Regions from separate parts of the Triticum aestivum genome. Here region 2 is linked to region 1. A link is a contact called in public Hi-C data. All regions are on one chromosome and are shown on one strand. Each heading gives the region's core, a stretch centred on a gene start, on an enhancer-like site or on the middle of the called end of the contact. The rest is flanking DNA. Distances are from core to core; before and after follow the strand shown.

Evidence for each region. Hi-C and Micro-C count contacts between places; a contact is called where the count stands out from the background.
Region 2: a contact with region 1 is called in a Hi-C map of leaf, with 5 times the contacts expected there. The contact joins the promoter of LOC123141482 here to the promoter of LOC123141471 in region 1. A contact is called at or near these places in 1 of 5 Hi-C or Micro-C datasets (leaf) and 1 of 1 datasets of contacts at active chromatin or transcription factors (leaf).

What each region holds. Positions count from the first base shown.
Region 1 is chr1B:599,740,434-599,745,598 of IWGSC CS RefSeq v2.1, reverse strand. It overlaps LOC123141471 (ubiquitin domain-containing protein 1), which reads right to left and starts at 2,628. Exons shown (of 4, transcript XM_044560601.1): 1 at 2,415-2,628. The coding sequence starts at 2,448. It also overlaps the pseudogene LOC123141462.
Region 2 is chr1B:599,937,453-599,942,617 of IWGSC CS RefSeq v2.1, reverse strand. LOC123141482 (protein STICHEL-like 4) reads right to left here and starts at 2,988. Exons shown (of 6, transcript XM_044560611.1): 1 at 1,113-2,988; 2 at 491-710; 3 at 1-339. The coding sequence starts at 2,810.

The DNA of each region.
Region 1 (5,165 bases), core at 1,379-3,878:
CCTGAGGAGCGCGTCCAGCGACGGCAGGCGCGGGGCGACAGCGGCCGCGGTGGCGGGCGCGGGGCGCAGGGCGCCCGCGGGCTTTGGCCTGAGGAGCGCGTCCAGCGACGGCAAGCGCGGGGCGCAGGGCGACGGCGGGCGCGGGGCGCAGGGCGACGGCGGGCGCGGGGCGCAGGGCGACGGCGGGCGCGGGGCGCAGGGCGTCCGCGGGCTTCGGCCTAAGGAGCACGTCCAGCGACGGCGGGCGCGGGGCGCAGGGCGCCCACGGGCTTCGGCCTGAGGAGCGCGTCCAGCGACGGCGGGCGCGGGGCGCAGGCGACGGCGGGCGCGGGGCGACGACGGCCGCGGGGCGTGCGACGGCGGACGCGGCGGGCAGGCGGGAGTGGCTCGGTGTGGGTCGCTGACCTGTGGGCCAGTGGCGGACATGAGCGGACGAGAGAGGCCGAGGAGTGCGTTCGTCTGTGTCCGTTCAGACCCATTTGTGACCCAACTTTGGTCTGGATTTGGGGTTGGGCCGGACTGAAACGGACACCAGCGGACAGCTTTGTCCGTTTGGGTATTAGGCCAACTCCACCGCGTGACCCATCCGTGACCCATCCGGACGTCCGCTTTTGTCCGTTTGGGGTGTGATTTGGCGGACGTCCGGGGGGGGGGGGACGGACGGACGTATGGGGTATTTGCACCCAACGCGCGAGAAACCCCAAACTGTCCGCCTCCGCCCAGCCTCGCCACGAGCTCGCCCAGCCTCGCCCTCGCCGCCACAGCCTCGCCCTCGCTGCGGCACCGTGCTCTCGGACCCGAGCCCCTCGCGCTCCTCCTGACGCCGCCGGGGGCGGCCGCGGCGCCCGCGGGCTTCGGCCTGAGGAGCGCGTCCAGCGACGGCGGGCGCGGGGCGCAGGGCGCCCGCGGGCTTCGGCCGGAGGAGCGCGTCCAGCGACGGCGGGCGCGGGGCGCAGGGCGCCCGCGGGCTTCGGCCGGAGGAGCGCGTCCAGCGACGGCGGGCGCGGGGCGCAGGGCGCCCGCGGGCTTCGGCCTGAGGAGTGCGTCCAGCGACGGCGGGCGCGGGGCGCAGGGCGCCCGCGGGCTTCGGCCTGAGGAGCGCGTCTAGCGATGGCGGGCGCGGGGCGCAGGGCGACGGCGGCCGCGGGGCGTGCGACGACGGACGCGGCGGGCGGGCGGGAGTGGCTCGGTGTGGGTCGCTGACCTGTGGGCCAGTGGCGGACACGAGCGGACGAGAGAGGCCGAGGAGCGCGTCCGTCTGTGTCCGTTCAGACCCATTTGTGACCCAACTTTGGTCTGGATTTGGGGTTGGGGTGGACTGAAACGGACACCAGCGGACAGCTTTGTCCGTTTGGGTATTACCGCTGGGTCGTATTTACCTCAAACGGACAAAAAGCGGACCGGATGGGTCATGGATGGGTCGTGCGGTGGAGTTGGCTTTACCGCTAGGTCGTATTTTACCTCAAACGGACAAAAGCGGACCGGATGGGTCACGGATGGGTCGTGCGGTGGAGTTGGCCTAAGTTACTTGGCCAGTAATTTGAGCAGAACTACCAGCGCACTATATCAGTGATCACTGAACAGACAAATATTTAAAGGGGAAAAGATGTTCACTTAAAATAGTATGTAGACCAAGCATTGGTGCAAATAAGTGCGTCTTTCTGAAATGCTCCACCTCGTAAAGTAGCAGGAACTAGATATAAAGTACCACGAACTAGATATAAAGTACCACGAACTAGATACGGTGTTAGCAACTGATATAAAAAATGTGCGCTTAATCCGAACAAACTCTACTATATCAGAGAATGAACCGTCACATTTGCTTGCAAGTTATGTTGAAATTAGTACCATTTTTCTGTGGTCCTAGATGAAAAAATTCATCTGATTTACACTGCAGACTAATGATAATTTTATTTTGCACTACTGACTTGACTGTAAGCCTGATCGCAAAGGGGAAGAAAATATACCATGGACCAAAAATTACTCAGCACACACTGGCAAATCTAATGACAAAACGATTCGTAGTAATCGTCACGTAACACTGAGTAAACCTCGTCCCCAGGAGCAATCCTGCCACTCTTGTGCAAGAGTAAGTGCTGACAAAATTCCGGCAACGAATTCTTTGGCTTCTTGGTCGGCGCTCTGAATCGATAGCTTCAGGTGTCCATTTTCGGTCAAATATCAACTAGAGCAACAAATTTAAACGGGTAGCAGTACAACAATTGAAGCCATCATTATTATGCAACTAAGTAAAAGCCGAGGAAACATATCAACGGAATGAGTTAACCTTACTCCTCCGGATGCAGTCCCATACTCCCATGATACAATGGGACATTTTTTTTTAACTAACCAGGCAACAAGCCAACAAGAAGAGAAGCACTGGTGAAGAGGAAGCAAGCAAGAGAAGATTTTACCGTCAACTTTGGGCGTGGATCCAGCGCAGCCCATGGCGGCCGCCGATGATCAGGCGATCGGACGAGCGAGCGAATCCTCGAGGCGGAGCCGGATCTCGCCGCGGGAGCAAGCGGAGGCTCCTCCCCTGGGACTGGGAAAGGAGAGCACGGTGGATTGCAGCGGAAGCGAGACGCCGAGGATCAGCGGCAGAGCGACGAGACTCCAGGCGACAAGTCAGGGAGAAAAACAAAGAAAAAAAGAGGAGAGCCGAGCAGAGAGAGAGAGGTGTCCCGCCACGTGGCCTCCCCCAACAGCCCACGTGGCCGTTTGGCCCGCGTCCACTCGCCCGCCGCCAGGTGGGCAGCGCCAGCGCCCGACACCCCCTCGAGCCAGACCCACCCGCGCCCACGGCCGCTGCCACCCGGGCCCACCTCCCGGGCACAGAGCACGCCGCACCTCCCCCCTTCCCGTCCCTTCCATCCATCGCCACGCCTCGTGTCCCCTCCGCCATTCCCCCGCCGCATCTGGAGCGACCTCCCACCGAATAAACCCCCAAAACCTAGCCGCCGTCGCCCCCGGCCGCCGCCGCCGTCGGCGCCGCCGCAGCCATGAACGCCTTCCGGTTCCTGGGGGACATGACCCACCTCTTCTCGGTCATCGTCCTCCTCCTCAAGATCTACGCCAACAAGTCATGCTCAGGTAAGCCGCGCGTCGCTAGGGTTTCGGCCGGCGCCTCGCCTCGCCTTGCCCGTCGCTCACGGATCTGCGCCGCGCCGCAGGGGTGTCGAGGAAGACGCAGGAGCTGTACCTGGCGGTGTTCGTGGCGCGCTACCTCGACCTCTTCACCGACTACATCTCGCTCTACAACTCCGTCATGAAGATCGTCTTCATCACCACCTCCGCCGCCATCGTCTGGTACATGCGCCGCCACCCGCAGGTGCGCCGCACCTACGACCGGGACCAGGACACCTTCCGCCACCTCTTCCTCGTCGCCGCCGCCTTCGCGCTCGCCCTCATCTTCAACGAGCGCTTCACCCTCCGCGAGGTCATGTCGCCTCATTGACCCCTGCCTTGCGTTCTCTTCCTTGCCTTTCCGAATTGATGACGTTGCGAGATCTGCTAAATCTGCAAGCTATAAGAAATTTGTGTTTTGCTGCGGTAGCTACTAGGTTCTCCAGGCTCACGCTTCGTCTGTGAGAAACTGGCTGCTAGTCATGCGTGACACTGCCGTTTAACAGATCCAGCCGAGTGTGACCAGTGCGGCCGCATCGCTAAACCCATTTTGCAGTTTGATCTGCCAAATTCTAGAATAATCATGTCAATTTGCGTTTAAATATACTTAACAGAGTGTTCTGTTGCACTAGGAAAATATATGCATTACTTGGCAGTGGTTATTGTTTTGGCAAAATTATGTTTAGCCCATTCGTTTGTGTGTTTGCTTATGTGCTACAGCTTATCTTATTTGTATGTGACCACCTTTTCTGAGAAACATGTCACCTTTCTTCTTGTGAGTAATTAGTAGTACAGTAGTGAAATGTGACCAAACTGTTTTAGTAATTCATTATTGTGGTGCCTGAATTTATCATAATAATACTATCATAATACAGATATGCTGGGCATTTTCGATTTACCTGGAGGCAGTGGCGATTCTACCTCAGTTAGTCCTACTCCAGAGAAGCAGAAATGTCGATAACTTGACTGGACAATATGTTCTCTTTCTCGGGTATGATTTTACACCAAATGGGCTTATCTTGTACTAATGAAACCAGTTTTCATTTCATGATTCATATAACATTTGCTGTATCCTACTCCATCCGTTCCTAAATATAAGACATTTTAGAGATTCCAATATAGACTACATATGGAGCAAAATCAGTGAATCTGCACTCTAAAATATGTCTATATACATATGTATGTAGTCCGTATTGAAATGAAATCTCTAAAGGACTTATATTTAAAAACGGAGGGAGTATATGTTTGTAAAGATATTCTCTATACAAGGTCTAAAACCATCTAGTGTTATATTGTTGACACTTCACAAGGCAAAATTAGTACTGTAGCTTTTATTTAGCTGTTTGAATGGTTAGTCAGATTATGTGCAATCAAGTGTTAAATTGTTCTTTGAATATTACCCTGAATGTTTACAGGATATTTAATTTTAATTGTTCAGGGCATAGGAGTTAAATTTAAATTAGAGCACACCTTAATTCGTGCATCCGTGCTTAGTTAGTTTCTTGGGGTGCATTTGGTTAGACCTAGGTCAATCTTGAACTGAAATTTCCAAGTTTAATTAGTTGTAGCCATGTTGGTTACATTACGCTTAGCATGAACTCGCTTCGTTCGAAAATATAAGGTTCTTTTTCTGCAAAGTCAAGCTTCTATTTGTTTGACCAAGTTTATAGAGAAAAATATCAATATCTACATAACCAAATCATTATCATTAAGATTCATCATGAAATATATTTTCATATTTTATTCATTTGGTAGCTCTTGTATTTCTTTACGGAGGGAGTATTATAGAGATGTATATATTTTAATATAAAGTTAGTCAAAAGTAGAGAAGTTTAAATTTTGGAAAAATTAATACACCTTGTATTTTGGAGCGGAGGGAGTACATAGTTTATTGTAGCTAGACTTGAATTAGACCTGTGACTTGTGTAGAACTGATTTTCAATCTTGAAATAACTGATTGACTCCAAGCATCTACATGAAAATTGTGTCCCTGCATCTTCAGTTGTTTTTTCTGTTGCTACTGAAGCAATGCTTGTTTT
Region 2 (5,165 bases), core at 1,739-4,238, 200 kb before region 1:
TGAGTCCCCTTCCACCATGGTAAGTGTTTGCCGTGACATGGCTAGAACAAATCCCCAGATTAGCATTTCTTCTGTATTGCTGATTTTCTTGGTCAGATGCTCTTGATAACCCATGCGGACCAGAGTTCCTTGCTATATCACCATCAGGGTATGTAGGCAAACCCTGGTTAAAACTTGTACTTGTCGATGAACTTGGCAGTACATACTGTTTATCAGGAGCAAGCTGGAGCAGAGCAGCTGTAAGCCAGGTCATCTTATCATTTGAGACCCTCAACTGTTTTTCAGCTTCAGAGAGTGTTTTCAAGGCCTGTCGCAATTTTTCCATATCCTCCTTTGATACTGTAATCAATGCAACAAAAAATACAATGTGAAAACAGAACATTTACAGTAGTAGACTTCCATGTAATACATGGTTCAGGGCAAATTATCCCCTACTGTAAAATCCTTTCAAAGTAATAAATAAATAGATAAAAGGAATATCGTTGCTTACAGGTTGGACGTTTGAAGAATTTTCTTCGAATTCTTTCCTGTGTGAATGTGTAGGTGCCAGCAAGGATGTCAGTTATTATTGTGGCGAGTTGAGACATTAGGGACAAAGGCTCAACACCTGTCTCAGTAATATCACGCAAAGCTTTCACCGTGTTTGCAGTGTCAGCAGATAGTGCCAAATCAAGCAAATTTACCAATTTATCATCAGAAACCAAGCCAGCCTGTCAGGTAACGAAGTATTAAAAACGACAACCAACCTAAAAAAACTCAAAAAAAAAGAAACGACAATCATATCGCTACACTTAGAATGCAAGAATGTGTTATTTAGAGAGATAAAAACAAGTATTTTACTAAAAAGGTGTTTGGTGCTTCCAGTTGTGACTCTTAACTTACTGAACTCTTTTGTACAGTATGCCAAAATGGGAACACACATTGGAAGAGAAATTTGAAGTGTATGACGATGATATAGTTAATTCAGCTTCACAACATATTCCAGAGTTATATAAGCAATAACTTCCCAAGCTACAGAATTCTTTGCCATTTTTATTTAGCCTGAAATTATCCAATTATCCATATTACCTAATATAGAAGTAATTCTTATGACTCATTGTTGGAAAACTTACAAGTTCTTGAACAAGTGGCATTGTAATTCTCTGCCCAAGCAAACTCAATTGATCCAAGGTCATCTCTGCATCCCTCAATGACCCATCTGACCGGGAAGCAATAAGCTTCAAGGCATCTCTATCGACATCTAGGCCATCACTAGTACAAATCCACTGCAAAGTGTTGACAATGTCGCATTCCTTGAGTTTGGGGAAGAAGAACTTTTGGCACCTTGACATAATTATATGTGGGAGATCGAGATTTGGGCTGATGAGAACAAAAACCACGCGCCGAGGGGCACGCTCGACAACCTTCGATATGACACTCCACGTGTCAGGCGGCAGTGTGTTGCAATCATCCACGATGAACACCCTGTGGTGCGCCGGTAGCGGCGAAAGCATCACATTGTCAAGGATATCCACAATGCTGTCCAGGTCAATGTTGCCAACAGGCCCAATCTCCACCAAACTTCTACTCTTTCCCAGATTGTGCGTGATACAAGACGCACATGTGTCGCAAGGCTTAGGGTGTTCAGGAGAATGGCAATTCAGCGCCTTGGCGAACACCCAAGCACACGATGTTTTACCTGTACCGTGCGGCCCATAGAAGACATAAACGGACCCAATCTTCCTCTTGAGAATGGCATTGGACAGCGCCTGCACAACCAAGCTCTGCCCAACAACGTCCTTGAAAGTCCTGGGTGCATACTTCTGAGTGAGGCTCCGGTGCCGGCCACGCTGCGAGCCCCGCGACTTCTGCCCCGAGCGCGCCTCGGACATGAGGTCGGAATCCAGCTCGCTGCTCTGGTTGGAGAAAATCCCGAGCTCCCCAGAGAAGCTCCTGGAAATGGCACGGATGCCATTCCGCGTCCCCTCGGCGAGCAGCGGCAGTGAGTCGGAGTCGGAGCTGGTGGAGGAGGTCAGCCTCGCCGTCACCGGGAAGTGCGGGTGCGAACGCGACCCGTCCGCGTAGACACCGCAGGAGGCCGCGGAGGTGGCGGCCAAGGACCTCCGCGCCGCGGCGGCCGACTTGGGGTCAGACAGGCCGCAGGAGAGGCTCCGGCCGGCCATGTCGAGGATGGACTTGCTGCGGTGGTGGAGGCGCGACCAGTTCCACGGGATGCCGCAGACGTTGCGCGAGTGCTGCGACGCCTGGGGCCGCGGGCGCTGCTGCAGCGCCTCGCTGCCGTCGCTGTCGTCGCCGCCCGCGCCGGCGCCGAAGAAGTACCTGTTGCCGCAGACGGCCTCCTGGGAGCTGGAGTTGGCGGAGAAGGCGCCGGCGCGATCCAGACCGCCGGCGTCCGCGCCCGCAGCGGGCGCGGCGCGGCGGCCGGCCCCGCGCCTGAACCGGCGGCGCGGGCGGCGGGCGGTGGGCCTGCTGGGGCGCGGGTCCTCCGCGAGCTGGTCGAGGAGGGTCTTGAGCGCGCCGCGGCCGGGGGCGGGGGGGTCCTCCGGCTCGGGGGGCTCGGCGGCGACGCGGGAGGAGGAGTCGACGGAGCGGCGGGTGGAGGGGTCCCGGAGCGAGCGGGAGCGCTGCATCGCGAGGAGGTCCCGCATGAGCGACGCGGAGGACTCGGGGGGGCTGCGCCGCCGGCCGGACGCGCTGCCGTGGCTGTGCGCGTGGTGGTGGCGCAGGTGGATGCAGTTGGTGAGGTGCGCGTGGGCGCGGAGGTGCTCCCCGCTGCTGCCGCCCGCCGCGCTTTCCGGCGGGGCCGGCATTGCGCTGGCTGCGCTGATCCGGCCGCGACGAGCTCTCCGGCTAAATCATCGGGGCCGGCCGCCCGGGAGATTCGGGGTGCTGGCTCGTGCCTCGCGGCTGTTGACTGGAGTCATGGGAGACTGGGAGCGGTTCCGTTCCGAGGGGGAGGGTGGTGTGGCCTAGTGTGAGGCGGCGTCCACCGGGCCGCGTGCGGGAACTGGCTGTGACTGTGATGCCATCGGCGCAGGCTGCACGGTGACACTTCTTTCTACTAACCTTCCACGTATTTGGAAATTGTTATACTCTATTTGGAAATTGGAGTATTCATTGCCTATGCATCGTATGCTGAAGCTTCAAATTACTATGGTCCTCACAAACTAGGCCTAAATCTCTAGATGTCTGGAAGATATATTACATAAAGCTAAGGGCACAGGTTGGAATCCATGGCCCACCATACTCATTATGATCTTCGAGGAAAGAAAATGAAAATGCAAAATTTTAATGTCAACAGATGGATGGATGTTGAAAGATCAAGCTCTTCTCTACTTCAGTAAGGTTGATAACGATGTTGTCCCATCCATCAATGACCCCCCTCGTCTTCTCGCTCTAGGTCGACAGGTGTCGTACCATCGACCGATGGAGAAGCTAACACGAGAGCTCGGATAGGAAGCTCGCAGCACACCCAACATGGAAAGAGACATCAAGCATGAGAACTGAATCTGGACCCCAAACCAAACCTTGAGGAACACCATTGTCGTCCACCCCACCAGCGCACACCCTTGACCAACAGACAGCACTTCGAAGAAGAAAATGACGCCAAAGCACCACAAACAGACTTGAGTCTGGCAAACCAGACCCAGGGTTTTCAACCGGGGGGGAGGGGGGAGGGGTTTGTATCCACAAACAATGTATCTAGGTCGTTGTCGCCACCTATTGATGGGTGCCCAACCTCCCGACACAATAAATGGCTCCTTTCTCATGTTTAGTTGCTTTTATAGTGTCCAAAATATCTTATATTTAAGTGTAAATATTTAGAAATTCAACATCATTTTGTGTGTGTGTGTAAAAGAATTTGTATTACTCATCAACCAAGGTACAATCCGTGAACTAACCCGTGGTTGGATGGTTAGGTGGACAATGGTAGCCCCAGCCCATCAGAATTCAAGTCATGTTGCTTGCATTTATTTCTTGATTTATTTCAGAAAAATATCTGACGATGCGCGTTAGTGAAAGGGGACGTTTCCATCAACTACGAGACATCTTTGTTGACTTCGTCAATCTCAAAATGATCTGCTCTACAAAGTTCCTTCACATCGGTTGACCTAACAAGGAGCATGATCTGTCATACAAGTTTTTTTTTGTGTGTGTGTGAAAAAGATCTACTACCTAGGTAAGTCGATGGTGCTTTCCTCTCTCGCTTTTCAGGTGGCATGCCATGCCTTTCCATTTATGGCGCCATGGACCTTGCGAAACCTGTTTCTATCCGTGAATTTTGTCTTTTTGGTCAGTGAAAACGGAAGCAAAAAGCATGTAACGGATTGTAGTGCTGCTCAAAGCCTTGAAAAGGAGTGGCGCGCGCTTGTTTGCTAACCCTCACTCAAAGCCTACGAACCCGGCCTACACCTTTGTTTGTCCTGCCTACTTCAATTTTTACTTTGTCTCATGCGCCGTGCCGCCTTTAGCCCTTTATTTGTCGCTCCTTCGCGTGGTAGCCAGGGATGGTCGAAATTGTGGTTTACTGGAAGTCTGAAGCCGTGATGTGATTTTCAGCCGATATTGATGCTAGTTTACTGGAAGTCCTGCAAGAGGAAGTTTTCCTAGCGCGGAAAGATGAGCACGGGAGAGAGATAATGATGTTTCATTCAGAGAAAAGGAACGCACTTCTTCTTTTTTTAAATTTAAATGGGAAGAAAGAACGAGAGACACTTTTTGGTGACAGGTTTGCTGCGCTCGCTCTCTTGTGATCACTACACTCCACGACTTAACTAACTAACTAATGGTTGATGTTTGATTAGCTAGTTGCCCATGGCCGTGGCCCCCGGCAATCTCGAAAAGATACTGCCGCTAGGCCTACCCCTACCACCATCAGGTCGCGTACAGTGCACGACGTACTGTGCGTACTGTGCGTGCGGGCGACACGAAGTGCCACATCCATTCGTCGTATCCCGCCCACATGTTGGACCCGAGCGGCACGGCCTAGGCCGAGCAGGGCCCCCGCGTTTTATCTTCGCAAAAGAAATGATTTGGGTTGGCGCGCCGCACCGGAGAGGAGCTCGTGGATCGCGACCGGACCGGAGAACAAAGCCAACGTGTCGGGGGGCGACACGCGCCCGAACGGCTAAGTTAGCGCCGAACATCGCTAGACCGACACACGC